Linked DNA regions of Sus scrofa: region 1 is linked to region 2. The links are chromatin contacts, called in public promoter capture Hi-C maps. All regions are on one chromosome and are shown on one strand. The core of a region is the stretch at or near the end of the contact, and the rest is flanking DNA. Distances in the headings are between cores, read along the strand shown.

Region 1 (6,964 bases), core at 3,639-6,138, 200 kb after region 2:
TGAGCCTGCTGGGATCTGTCCAATACGTTCCCCCAGAGTGGGGCTGGGGGCGGGGGAAGGGGGGGATCAGGTGATCCAAGAACCAAATTAACAAGTGGCCAAGAAGGTTAGAGAAGTCCCAGGCCATCTCCAGTAAAAAAGGCGGGACCACTAGGTGACCTCGCTGACTCTATTTTTAAGGCAGCTTGTAAGTGAAAAGATCTTAATATGAATTATGGTCACATTAGCAACCTCTGGGAATCTCCCACAGGGATAGAGACTGGGCCAATACTTGTACTCAGAAGTTATACGATTGGCCCGGCTACTTAGCATGGCTTTGAAAGGTCAAGGCATGTTTCCCTACCTTCCGGGACAGTTATCTACACACCGAGGGAACTGCTGTCCCCAAGCCCTCCTGGTCAAAAAAAGACTTAGGGGAGAGGAGGTGGCCGGTTCTGTGCAAGTCTTTCCTAACTGAGCCAACGCCTGGCAGTGGCCACATCGCTTACTGAACCCTTTTAGATGCCAGCAAGGAAGAAGCTGGAGGCCGTGAGGCCAGCCAGGCAAAGCTCCCAACCTCCAGGAACTCCCAGGCCTTTGAAGCAAACAATGAACAACCACACTTTGTATTTGAAATATGGTACCTATCATTTTCCTGGCTAGGGCAGCATTTGAAAGGAAATTGAGGGTCTGTTAGGGAGCTTCAAATGTAACTGAGGAGATGAGATACAGATACGAGAAGGAAAATTCACAAGAACGTACATAAAAGATTACCCCGCTACCTCTACCCTGTTGGGTTCCTCCTCCACTCTGGGTAAGTTATCATTATGGCACCATTATTATTATGATTTTTTCCTTTTTGCCATTTCTTGGGCCGCTCCTGTGGCATATGGAGGGTCCCAGGCTAGGGGTCGAATCAGAGCTCTAGCCACCGGCCTACGCCAGAGCCGCAGCAACTCGGGATCTGAGCCCCGTGTGCAACCCACGCCACAGCTCAAGGCAGCGCTGGATCGTCAACCCACTGAGCGAGGCCAGGGATCGAACCCGCAACCTCATGGTTCCTCGTCGGATTCGTTAACCACTGCGCCACGACAGGAACTCCATTATGGCACCATTCTAACTGCCACTCTGATCAGTCCTCCTCACAGCTTCCAAATAGAGATCTCTAAAGTGCAAGTTGGCATTCCCGTCGTGGCGCAGTGGTTAACGAATCTGACGAGGAACCATGAGGTTGCGGGTTCGATCCCTGCCCTTGCTCAGTGGGTTAACCATCTGGCGTTGCCGTGAGCTGTGGTGTAGGCCAGCAGTTGTAGCTCTGATGTGACCCCTAGCCTAGGAACCTCCAATATGCCATGCGTGTGGCCCTAGGAAAGACAAAAAAATAAAAATGAAAAACAAAGTGCAAGTCAAGTCGTTAGACTTCTTTGCTTAAAGTCCTTCAGAGAGTCCCCTCACCTCCAGCTCAGGCTTCTCAGCAGAACATTCAAGACTCTGCAGGACCTGGTTCCCCAAATTATTCCTGCCTCTTCTTTTGTCAATCACTGCAACCCCTGCATGCCCTTAGTCACCCCCACACAGTCCTGCTCCACAGGTCTGCGCTTTTGCACAGGCTGTTCCCTTGGCCTGGAAAGCCCCTGTTCTCCAGGTCCATTGGCAAACTTAATCGTCCTGTGAAGTTCCACTCTTACTTCATCTCTGTATGAATCCTTTTCCAAACCCTCAGTGTCCTTCTCTGTACCACTTCTGAACTTTGCTTATCTTTCTGCTGTTCCATTAATACTCTGTCGTGCTCTGGAACGACAAGCTTCCTGGCCTGGGGAAACACAATGTTGGGTTTTTTTTGTTTGTTTGTTTGGTTGGTTTTTGTCTTTTTGCCATTTCTTGGGCCGCTCCAGCGGCATATGGAGGTTCCCAGGCTAGGGGTCCAATCGGAGCTGTAGCCACAGGCCTACGCCAGAGCCACCAGCAACTCAGGATCCGAGCTGCATCTGCCACCTACATCACAGCTCACGGCAACGCTGGATCCTTAACCCACTGAGCGAGGCCAGGGATCGAACCTGCAACCTCATGGTTCCTAGTCAGATTCGCTAACCACTGAGTTACGACTGAAACTCCCGAAACACAGTGTTTTAATGCTTTAACTCAATATATAATATATAATACATAATGCCTCGGTAACATTCGGAGCCTCCTGCACTGAAGCGAGTCTCAATAGACAAAAACAAACAACCACTAAGACTATGGAAAGTTATTTTTCACAATCATTAGGATAGTCCAGCCATGACTAGGGTGACTGAAATTATAATGATCAGTAATAATGGCTATTTATTGAGCGCTTATTCTGTCAGGGACTGTGCTAAGCGCTTTACAACAATCATTTCCTTTAATCCTTATAACAGCCCTGTGACATGGCTATTGGTATCTTGACCTCACAGCTGAGAAATCTGAGGCACCAATACCTTTTAAAACTTGTCCAAGAGCAAAGCAGACAAAGTAGCAGGACTGAAATTCAAATCCAGATCTGACATCAGAGCCCAGTACTGGACACGAGAACAGCTGATGAATAAAATAAATAGGAGTTATGTTCCTATTACTTGTTTCGGGAGGAGTGAAACAGAACACCTACCAAACTGTAAAGTATATATAAATCAGTAAGTACAAACTAACATATCACTGTGCCCTACTACCTTAGAAAGAATACATCAGGAGAGACCTTCTGAAGAAAGCAAATTTTAAAGATGGTCGGGAGATGCATCAAGGCAGGAAGAAAAGCCTGTGTGAGAGCGCAAAGACAGGGAGAATAGTAGGACCACTTTTGCAAAGTCTGGCGGATGAGGATTGTCAGGGGCCCGGTCAAAGGCTTTAAACCAGCAGTTCGTGCATCACGAGCTAATTTCTGCTGGAGGGTATGCTCTTCAAGGACAAGGCATGTCTCAATGAAACTGTAAACTCTTTCGGTGTTAGCTGCAGTGTTTGAAAATGCAGTGCGAGGGATTAATGTGGAACATTTGTAATGTTGGTATTTGTATGATGAATGGCTAAGTCAGGATAAGATTTTATTCTCATATGCTAATTCCCAGGGAGGGATACTTCACCATCTTTGAGGGCTAGACATTCTGACAGTGTGAAACAGTAAACATATTTTGATTGAGGAACAAGAATTTACTATGGGTAGAGCACAGTCTGGCTGCCATTAAGGATGGTATAAAAGAAGAGAGATACGCTTTTTTTGTTGTTGTTTCGTTTTACTTTATTTTTAGGGCCGCACGCACAGCATATGGAAGTTTGAACATGGAAGTTCCACATCTGGGACCTACACCACAACTCATGGCCATGCCAGATACTTAACCCACTGAGGCCAGGGATGGAACCCACATCCTCATGGATACCAGTCGGGTTTGTTACCACTGGGCCACAACGGGAACTCCCGAGATATGGTCTTAACATAAGTGCTCTTTACCAGTAGTTGGGGAGCCAGAACACCCAAGAGTAACCTTGGGAACACCCGAGTAGGTGCAAAATAACAGTAATAGTGTGAAATTAAATAAGTTCTTTTGTGCAGTTCAACCTAAGTAGGCCATTTAAAGGTGTTTATGGTAAACATTAAAACCTAAATACTAACAGCTGCCTGTGTTATTACCAGCCCAGGATACACCCAAGGAGAGTGCTAAATAAGGGTCTGGAACTCTAATCCTTCTGAGTCCTCTGCTTAGCACAACAATCAGATGTTTACCTTCTGCTGCTTTGTTCTTTAGTTCAGCTCCAGGGGGAAATCTCCATCTTAGCTAGCCTCAGGTGAAACGGGCTCCAGGATCCTAACTTAATGACTCTTGGATTTTTTTTTTTTTTTTTTCCTCCCAGTCTCTGGGCAAAGCTTTACTCCACACAAGGCTTTTCTCCCAGCGAGGTTAAATCCTCAACGCTTGCTGTTCACTTCTCAGCCTTTTCTTACCGCTCTTCTGCCAACCTTACATCTTCCACCAACTTCTCCTTTCTAGGCAGCTAACATCAATGCCTTTCTGAGCTCCAGCTTTACTAAAAATATTCCTTCCTCTTCCTCCAACTCCTGACTCAAGCGTCTGGATTTCGAGAGGTCACTTGGGCTAATGGGGTTCAATGCTTTTCCAACTCTGGTACCGCGCACGCGCGCACACACACACACACACACTCATCCCGAGGGCCACCCAAGGCTCTCAAACCCATACAGGATGAGGGGACGAAGTGGGTGTGCTCACCACAGAGCTAAACTGGTAATTCTTTGGAGCAACAGTTTCTGGAGAATGGTTGTGTCTCCTTTCGCGAGTGAACGGATCAACATACTTGCGGTTCGCTAAAGGCAAGGACAATGTCTCCTCTACCAGACAAGAAACTTCTTCATGAAGGACGCTACCTTCTTTCTGTCCTTTCACAAGCCCCCATTCCCAGCACTGTGAGACACCGAATGGCTCTTAAAATAGTTTCTTGTGCAAAATAGCCCTTCCCAATTTTGAGTTTATGTGATAAAGGGAAACGTCCTTTAGCCAATTCGGCGACTAAGGGGTTAAACCTCAGCAACCTGATGGATTCTGGGGCTTTCTTTCCTCGACTTCAGAAATTAAAACCAAAGGGAAGGGAAATTTTGCCCATTGTAAAGATGAGAACTGTTAACTTCAACTGTCAGGCTTCTGCCCCAAACAGGAATGGCTACCCACGCCTACAGAGGATGCCATTCCCCTAACTAAAAATGGCGGGCCCCAGTTTCCACTGTCGCTGCCACTTTCTGCCCAATTCCAAAATGGCTCCCGCTAGCCTCACCGGAGGGGGAAACCTCCCAGAATCCTCTCTGGCCCTAACGTCAGGTGACGCAAGCCTCAGCCGGAAGTGGAGGAAAAAGCGCCTCAGCCCGCGGCGCCTGCGCAGAAAGGTCTAGACGCTGTGAAGCAGGAGGCACTTGGGATCGTCCGCAGGATTGGGACTGCTACAGAGGCCGCCACGGAGCCCGCCGGAGCCACCGTTCCCACTGCTGCTGCCGCCGCTGCCCGAATCGGAACCGTCGGGCCGCAGCCGCCGGCAATGCCGCGAAGGAAGGTGAGAGGAACGGGACAGGAGGGATGGCGGGTTTCTAAAGGGCAGTCGATTGAGAAGAGTGACGCAGTTGGCCACGCCTCACAGTGGTTGGGTTCCAACTTCCCGCTTCCCTGAACCTAGCTCAGCAACCCTCGCTTCTGTCCATACCCAACAGAAAAATGTGGGCCCGACTGTGGCCTCGGCCTATGCTTGCACCTATTCCCGCCCTCTGCTTGCCTGGCTCGGAGGCGTTCTTCTCGGCAATTGGTCGCTGAAACGTCTAGAAGCATGTTGATTGGCTGGCGACACCGCCCATTTGGGCCCAACGGTCACCTCCCCGCGTGTGGGGGCGGTGTCTAGGCCCGGCTCTACCGCTCTCCGACTGGATGTAGAGAACGATCCCTCTTCTCTTGATTGGCGGGGCTTGGCAGTCTGTCCTGTGGGGGCGCGGTTTAGCGGGACCGCGATTGGGTGGCACGAGTCCCCTCCCATCCGTATGGTGATGCTCATAGGAGGAGAGGCGGGGTTTGGGGAGTATCCTTCCTTTCCCCGCGGAGGACACAACAAAGCAGAGGACTGGGTGGTAGAGAAGCAGCGCCCACTCCCGAGGGATCCCTTCCAGGCCTGTTGCACCTAAGCTGCGGTTTTCCCTTATGTGCTTAGTTGGACAGCGCCTAGAAAATGAAGTTCGTAAATCGGAAACTTCCTAGAATTAAATGGGACTTGACGATGTCATCTAGGGACACCCCCATCCCTTTTCTCAGCTAAGCAGAGGCTTAAGGGAGTGCCCCAAGCCACTCAATTAGGCAATGACAGAGCCTGGACTACAGGACAAATCTAATTCAGTTCAACAAACGTTTATTGACTCTTCGCTATGTGCTGGTTGCCGAGGACTCGAAAATTAATTAGACATGATCACTGGCTTAAGGAATCAGAGTCTGAGAGGAAAACAGACATTTAAATAACTGTAGAAGGGTTTAGTAAATTCTCTACTTGGCAGTAATAAAGATTAATGGGAGGGAAGTGGAGCAATTTAATCTGCTCTGGAGTAAGATGGGAAGTAGTTGGTGAAAGCAGTAGAGGAGAGCTGAGCTCCAGGGTCATGCCAGGAAGGGATGGGCAGAGATGATTAGGGATTCAAATAGCTGGGTAATTGGATTGGATGACCTTTAAGACTCCCCTTTCATCTTAATTTTTGGTGATTCTCTGTGGATCCTCCACTCATTTCCTGGCAGATTATCCTTGAAATATTTGGAACGCTGGGTGGTGGTCTTGCTCATTTCTGCAGAAATCTTTCTCTTCACAGAGGCTTTCAAATATTTACATTTTTTAATGTCTCCAAAATGACCTACATTGATAGGTGGTATTTATGTTAAGGCTCACCAAATAGTACTGGTGTCTTGGAATAGGCCCACAGTCTCCTTTTTGCAATCCCCAAGTACAAAGAGTTCTTGAAAATGTGTGTTTTTTAGTAACTTATTTCTTGGCAGAACCTGTTCTAAACTGTTCTGAGGCTATTTACAGTTTTTGTGTCTCATTTAGTGTGATTGTACATATATTTTGCTGCAGAAAGGGTGTTATTTGCAGGATGTATGCAGACTATTCCTTTCTAAAAAATTATGAATTCTAAACACATCTGATCCTAAGGGGGCTTTTTGTTTGTTTTTGCTTCTTGTATGTTTTTTTTAAGCAAATGCATCTCTCTTTATGGTTTAAAATTTTTTTTGCTTTTTTTTTTAGGGGTGCATCTGTGGCATACAGAGGTTCCCAGGCTAGGCATCAAATCAGAGCTACACCTGCTGGCCTACGCCACAGCCACAGCAACGCAGGTTCTGAGCCACATCTGAGAGCTACACCACAACTCACAGCAATGCCAGATCCTTAACCTGCAACCTCATGGTTCCTAGTCGGATTCGTTTCCTCTGCACCACAGTGGGAA
Region 2 (7,187 bases), core at 1,155-3,654:
AGGCAGCCCTAAAAAGACAAAAACCAAACACCGCCCCCCACTACAAATCTGACTGTAATCACCAGCCTCCTTAAAACTCTTCAAAGGATTTTTAAGGTCCTAACCCCTTGACCTGCACATAAGACCTTCCATCAGGTGGTCCCAGCTTCCTGCTCCAAGCATCCTCCTCTCTCCTTTGAGTTCCAGCAACAGCAAACTGCTTCCGGTTCTAGCCCCTGGACCTCTGACCATTTATTTCTTGTGACTTCAGCATCACCTCCTCCAGGAAGCCACCCCTGTCTGCCCCTGCTCCGATGATCCTTGGCATCTAGGGAGGGATCTGTTATTGCACTCACTACACTGAGTTATCATTGATTTTCGCGCCTTGGTTCTGCGCTAGCCAGTGAGATTCCCAAGGCCAGGAAGGGTGTCCCATTCATCTCTGTGTCCCAACCCCTGGCCTGGTGCCTGGCACCGAGGACAGGCTTGGCTCGTGGTTGATGGATGAATGCGGACGGGAAATTTGAAGGAAGTGAGAGGCAGGAAGGACTGAGAGGGCAGGGAGGGCAAGCCTGGCAGGAGGTGCAGCCAGAGCAAATGTGTGGGCAGTGGAAAAGCCAGAGCTTCCCTTTATTGTACGCCACGACTGCCCGCCAGCCATTGTGCCTGTGCTCGGTTTGCACATTCTGTCTCCTTTAATTCTTACAACTACAGATCAGGAAACTGGCATCAGAGAACCAAAGCAACCTGCCCAAGGTCACACAGCCAGGCCTGGAGTGGAATCCAGGACTGTCTGGCCCGAAAGCCTGTGCTCTTTTTGCTGGGTCACACCGCTCTCCTGGGGATAAGACCTTCTGGAGATGGACAGGGAGTGGGCCCAGCTACGCCTCTGCCTCGCTGAGAGCCGGAACCAGCTGCCCACGCTCAGGCCGACAGCTTCCTCCTCCCAGCCGGACCAGAGGCTCAGAGGCCAGACAAGGATTTATCTGTTCCTTCCTCCCCTGGCTTTGGGGTGGGGGGTGGGGGTCTTTGACTAGACAAGCACATTCCCACCCCCACCCCCGGGGAAGGGCTGCTGCATCCTGTACCACCCAGGGTGCCTGAGGAATGCAGGGGGCTCTGAGACGCTGCCTGGGTTCTGCAGAATCTGTCTCCCTCATCGCACTTGGCCCAGGCTGATATTAAGATTCATCTGCATTCCCCGCGCACCCGCCTGGCAGATGGTGGGGGAGGAGGCTGGGTGCGTGCTGGGGGCTGCAGCCAGAGACCAAACTGGGCCTCGAGGGCCAGGGCAGAGTGCCCACCCTCCCTGCCCCACGGGGCCCAGCCCAGGCTGGAACCACTCCAAATGCTGGGGTGCCTCCTCACCCTCACAGCTTCTAAGGGATGGTAGGATCTGACCTTTGGTTTTTCTAAGGACTAAAAGGGCCCTGCAAACCCAGGCAGAAAACAGAGCTGTAAGGTGATGGCGGATGAGCCCCTCCTTGGAAAATCTCAAATGAGGATCTTTTTTTCTTCCTTCTTGCCCTGGAGGCTTGCAGAGACCAGAGACAGACAGAGACTCAGCTGGGCAGAGAAGCCCCACATCCCAACCTGTGATGCCCTGGATTCCAGGGAGGGCAGTAGCAAAGAATGGAGGTACAGCCATTGGTACAGCCTTCTGGGGCCGGGGGGGAGGTTTATCCCCTGACCCCAGATTCAGAATCCAGCCTGACCCGGCGCAGCCCTTTCAGCCCAGAGCTCCAGCCAAAAGTTTCCTGTCACAGCGATTGGACTGAGAGGTGCAGGGGGCAGGCACGGAGGGTTATCTCAGCCCCTCTGAGTAAAGTAGAAGAGGAAAGGGACTGACATGATACCAAAAGGACTACAGGCTAGACACCTAGAAGAACTTCCCTTGGCACAAAAGCAGAAAATTGGACTTTGGGCTGTGGGGATAGGAGAATGTTCTTTTCTGGCTCTTGTAACGGTTGGGAAAAAATGATCTTTCCAAATTCCAGGTCTCTCGGGGTTCGGGGCCTGGCAGCAGATCCCCAAATGCCCGCTCCCGGGGACAGGCGCCTTGCCAGAGGGGTGGAAAAAGTAGGGTGCCTTTCCCCGGGCCACCACCCTCTCCCTTCCTCGCCAAGCGTTACTCCGCCCCCGCGTCTGTCCCCGGCCTCCCAGGTCCCGGGGCTGCGGGCCGGCAGGGGAGGAGTTAACTCCGGAGGTACCGGCTGGGCTCACAGTACCTGCCGCCGCCGCCGCCGCCGCCGCCGCCGCCGCCGCCGCCGCCGCGGGTGGGAGGGACGAGGAAGCGGAGCCGCCTGGGCGCCGGGAGCGCTCCAGTCTGGCGGGGCGCAGCGAGGCGAGCGGCGGCGGGGCTCGGCTCGGCCCGGGGCTTCCGCCAGGGGGCGCGCCGCGACGGGGCGGGAGGGGCCGTCTGGTCTGGGGAATTAGCGCAGGGACGAGCGCGCGCGCGGGTCCCCCACACATCTGGGCGAGAGCCGCGCCACTGGAACCGAGGGGGCATATCGGGAGCGACGGAGCCACCGCGCAGCTGGGGCCCTTCGAGGCGCTCGGGGCGCACATCTGGGGCCTCGCGAGGGGGCCACGCCGCGCGCAGCTGGACCAGGGGAGGGGGGGCTGCGGCTGCACAGCTGGACCGAAGGGGGCGGGGTCGGTCCTGGGCGGCTGGCAGCGCGGAGGGCCGCGAGTGGCCGGGCACTGGAGCATGGGACGGCGCACCTGAAAGAGCAGGGGTGAAGAAGGGCCTGGGACCCTAAAGGAAAAAGAGGAGAGAAAGGGGCACGGGAGCAAAGGACGAAGATGCAACTGACTCGCTGCTGCTTCGTGTTCCTAGTGCAGGGCAGCCTCTATCTGGTGAGTGGTCCGCGGGGAGCGGCGCGGAGGGGCGGGGGCCCGGAGAATTGGGGGAGAGCGCGGGAAGCTCCGGAGCCCGGAAACTTTCTCCCTTCCCCCCCACATCCCGGGGATGGAAGCGTAGCCTGGAGGCTGGGGGAGAGGGCGGGTCCGAGGCCGGAGACTGTACAGAAAGGGTTAATAGGGGCGGGGAGAGGGTGCTGGGCTGGCCCACCCACTCGGCCGCTGGTGGCAGGAGGTGCGACGGGCACGAGGGAAAATGCCCGCAGCCGTCGCCAAGGGTTACTCGACCCCTTTCGGCGCCCGGGGCCCCGCGGAAGGGGAGTGGGAGGTGGTTGTGGAGCCGATGACCTGCCAGGGCAGGGGGCGTGGGCTCGTCTCTGACCTCGGGGGACCCGGAGGACCCCGGGCTCTGGGTTCCCCAGCGCACGAGCCTGTCCAGGAGGGGGGCCGCCCCTGCGTCCCTCGCTCCCGCCTTCCCTCCCGCTCCCTCCCTCCCTCCCTCCCCGCCTGTTGTTTTCCTCTCCGCTCCCGGCTGCGCGCAGCCCGAGCCCCACAGGACCTGGGCAGGCGGCTCCCGCCCCGGGCGCTCGCGGTAGCTGAGCGGAGCGCCCGGAGCCGGCTCCCCGTGCGCTCGCTCGCGCCTTCCCTGCGGCCCAGGACGGGGGGAATCCACCCCCGCCCCCCCAGCCCAGGGCTCAACTCCCCTCCGACCCAGCGCCCGCCAATCGGCTACCTAGCAATCCTGTCGTGGAGAAGCCTCGGCCCCACATCTGGGTCTGCCCTTCTCAAAACAATAATCCCCTTTGCCACTGGGTGGGCGAATCCTTCTCCCCATCCTCCAGCCTTCAGCTGTGACCCTAGGAGGCCAAGTACACAGAGGTCTGCCGCCGGGAGCCCAACTCCCAGAGTCTCTCCTCCTGCTGTCTCTCTGCCCTGGCTTTGGATCCTGGCAGGCAGGGCCACTGCACACAACCGAGGTCATGGCCAGAGCAGAACAGGGGACCAGAGGACCCCAACCCCCTTTGGAGCCCTCCAGACCCCAGCCCGTAGGCATCCTATGTCCTCACCCCAGGGTCACTAGCAATTCCAGATGCTGCTCAGCTGTGTGCTGGGGCCCCTGGTCTTGGTATCGAGACACAGAGGGCCAATCCTTGCTTCAAAAGCTGAGCACACCCACACCGGGTGACTGTCCTCAGGAACCCTGGTGCCCTCTGGAGCTGTGTCCTCTGTTTGAGCTCATCAGGCTGTCCTGCTGGCCTTCCCCACCGCTCCTCCAAGAAACATCCCCAGATGTTGCCTGTCCCTGGGGCTGATGCCGCAGAGGCCAGTGGAGGCTCTGCAGAGCTTTACACGAGATTCCAGGTGGGGATGGGGCTCGGATAAAACCCCCATAGGAGGACCCATCTGGTTTGTGAGACTGGGAGTGCGGAGGGATGGGAGGGCTGAGTCTGTGCGACGTAGCCGTGAATGATGGTATCTGTGAGCCTCATGTCGCCATCTGTGAAATGGGCACAATACGAACTCCTGCCTCCTAGCACAAAGAATGCTCTGGCCTGTTATCATCAGTGGTCCCCAGAGGAGCATTTGGCCATCCTCTTGGGTATGGAACGCACCCGCGTCTCCCTCTCGTCGTCCTGCCAAAACCTAAACCGCATTTGTATTTGAGGGAGAATTTCACTGAGTTCCTTTTTCTTTTCCATTATCTGTTGATTCTCTTTGCCTCTGAGGGTAAAACTTTCCCAGGGTAGGGATGGTATCTCATCCAGCAGACTGGGAAGTCCCCAAAGGCAGGGACTGTACCTCCCCTGCCAAACTCAGGGCTCTCCCAGCAGAGGGATGGAGCTCCCCTGTCTGACTTGGGGCTCTCTGAGGCCAGAGACTAAGCCTCTCCCCATCGGCCAGGGAATTTCACAAAGGCAGGGACTCTGTCTCTCCTGTCAGACAGGGGTGCTCTGTCAGCACAAGGATGTGCTTCTGCCATCAGATGAAGGCTCTGCCAAGATCAGAAGCAGGGCCACCCCCATCAGACTGGGGACCAGGAGTACAGACCATGTACCTCTGCTGCCGTGGTCCCCTGGAGAGTCTTCTCCACTGTCCTTCCAGATTTTGAACAGTGGCCAGAGGCAAGACAGTGGGGAGAGGAGGGAGGGGTGAGCAGAAGGCCAGAACATGAGATGGAGGAGTTCCCGTTGTGGCTCAGTGGTTAATGAATCTGACTAGGAACCATGAGGTTGCGGGTTCGATCCCTGGCCTTGCTCAGTGAGTGAAGGATCCAGTGTTGCCGTGAGCTGTGGTGTAGGTCACAGATGTGGCTCGGATCCTGCATTGCTGTGACTGTGGTATAGACCGGCGGCTACAGCTTCAATTGGACCCCTAGCCTGGGAACCTCCATACGCCGCAGGTGCGGCCCTAGAAAAGACCAAAACAAAAACCCACAAAAAGAACATGAGATGGATGAGACACAGGCCAGAGTGCACGCCCAACCCCAGCAGAAGTGGGCAAGGCAAAGGGGCCCCTCTGCCCCCAGTCAGAGCGGAAGGGTGGGCAGAGAGACGATGCTGGTGGTGGGGAGCGGTGGGCCAGCCTTCCTGGGTCTTCTGGGGACCCAGGGCACTCATTCTCCTCCCGACTGCGTCCACAGGTCATCTGCGGCCAGGATGACGGTCCCCCTGGCTCAGAGGACACTGAGCACGAAGACCGGGAGAGCCAGCCCCGGCCTCGGATGCCTCGCAAGCGAGGCCACATCTCACCAAAGTCCCGCCCCGTGGCCAACTCTCCTCTCCTAGGGCTGCTGGCTCCACCTGGGGAGGCATGGGGCGTCCTCGGGCAGCCCCCCAGTCGCCCGAACCACAGCGCCCCCCCGTCAGCCAAGGTGAAGAAAATCTTTGGCTGGGGCGACTTCTACTCCAACATCAAGACGGTGGCCCTGAACCTGCTGGTCACGGGGAAGATCGTGGACCACGGCAACGGGACCTTCAGCGTCCACTTCCGACACAATGCCACGGGCCAGGGCAACATCTCCATCAGCCTCGTGCCCCCCAGCAAAGCTGTCGAGTTCCACCAGGAGCAGCAGATCTTCATTGAAGCCAAGGCCTCCAAAATCTTCAACTGCCGGATGGAGTGGGAGAAGGTGGAACGGGGCCGCCGGATCTCCCTCTGCACCCATGACCCGGCCAAGACCTGCTCCCGAGACCACGCTCAGAGCTCGGCCACCTGGAGCTGCTCGCAGCCCTTCAAAGTCGTCTGCGTCTACATCGCCTTCTACAGCACGGACTACAGGCTGGTCCAGAAGGTGTGCCCGGATTACAACTACCACAGCGATACTCCCTACTACCCCTCCGGGTGACCCTGGACAGGCCACAGTGGCCGGGCCAGGGCTGGAAGGACAGGCCTGCCCACGCAGGAAGCCATCTGTCTGGATGCTGGGCAGGGAGGGGAAGGGGCCGCAGGCAGGGAGCACGGGGGCGGAGAGGAGGCGATGCCAAGCAGGGCCAGGGCCAAGTCTCAGGCGGCGGGGAACGGGGCGCAGGTGCGGGCCCCAAAGTGAGGTTGTGGAGTGACCAGGACACAGGAGCGCCGGCCGAGGAGTGGGTTCTCCGGGCAGCATCCTGGGGCTTCCTCGCTGACCTCCTGCTGGGTCCAGGAGGCCCCTCCTGAGGCACACAGACCCGCAGCGTCATCGAGAGGAGCCTAAAACCTTGGCTCCCTCCCTGCCATCCTGAGAAAGAATACAGGCAACGAGGAGAGAGCTGTTTCATCACTGGGGATACCAAGGGGCCCCTGCAGGATGGCTGAGCTGGGGCGTCCGGGGCGCCAGCCCTGGGAATCCTCTGGCTGCATCCAGAGGGCAGCCCTGAGCCCTCATCCTGGACTGTGGACGGAGCTCGGCTTAAGGCTGAAGTGGTGACCCTGGGAGTCTTTGCTGTCTTGACAAATGGACCATCTGCCCCCAGCCAGGCCACCCCTTTCCAAAATTCCTTCTCCTACCATTGCTCCCCGCTCCCACCCTCGTGCTGACACCCCGCCCCTTCCCCCACCCGTAAGCTGAGCCCGAGGGCAATCGTTGTTCTCCCAGCACCCAGGCCACAGGTGGAAGCCCACCCTCAGCCACGTGCCCCTCCTCCACCCCCACCCCTTGCCCGCTCCCCAGGGGAGCGTCCTGGTCCAGCGAAGGCGCCTTCCATAGCCAGCCTTGCCCATGAGCCTGGGGTTTCACCGGCCAGGATAGAGATGCTGCCTCCCTCGTGGCCAGAAGGACCAGGAGCAGCTCGGCCCAGGGAGGCCGGGCTGTGGAGGGCGTGCTGGACCTGCCCCGTCGTGTCTGTCTGTAGGGGGGAGGGGGAGGT

Evidence for each region. Promoter capture Hi-C pulls out the DNA fragments that hold promoters and counts their contacts.
Region 1: a promoter capture Hi-C map of fetal skeletal muscle shows a contact between it and region 2, with 3 times the contacts expected there. The contact joins the promoter of KAT7 here to the promoter of NXPH3 in region 2. A contact is called at or near these places in 2 of 5 promoter capture datasets (fetal skeletal muscle and liver) and 4 of 47 Hi-C or Micro-C datasets (embryonic fibroblasts, fetal liver, skeletal muscle and 1 more).

What each region holds. Positions count from the first base shown.
Region 1 is chr12:25,966,088-25,973,051 of Sscrofa11.1, forward strand. KAT7 (lysine acetyltransferase 7) reads left to right here and starts at 4,889. Exons shown (of 15, transcript NM_001195359.1): 1 at 4,889-5,046. The coding sequence starts at 5,032.
Region 2 is chr12:25,766,770-25,773,956 of Sscrofa11.1, forward strand. NXPH3 (neurexophilin-3) reads left to right here and starts at 2,405. Exons shown (of 2, transcript XM_003483007.4): 1 at 2,405-2,838; 2 at 5,483-7,187. The coding sequence starts at 2,785. The coding sequence ends at 6,187.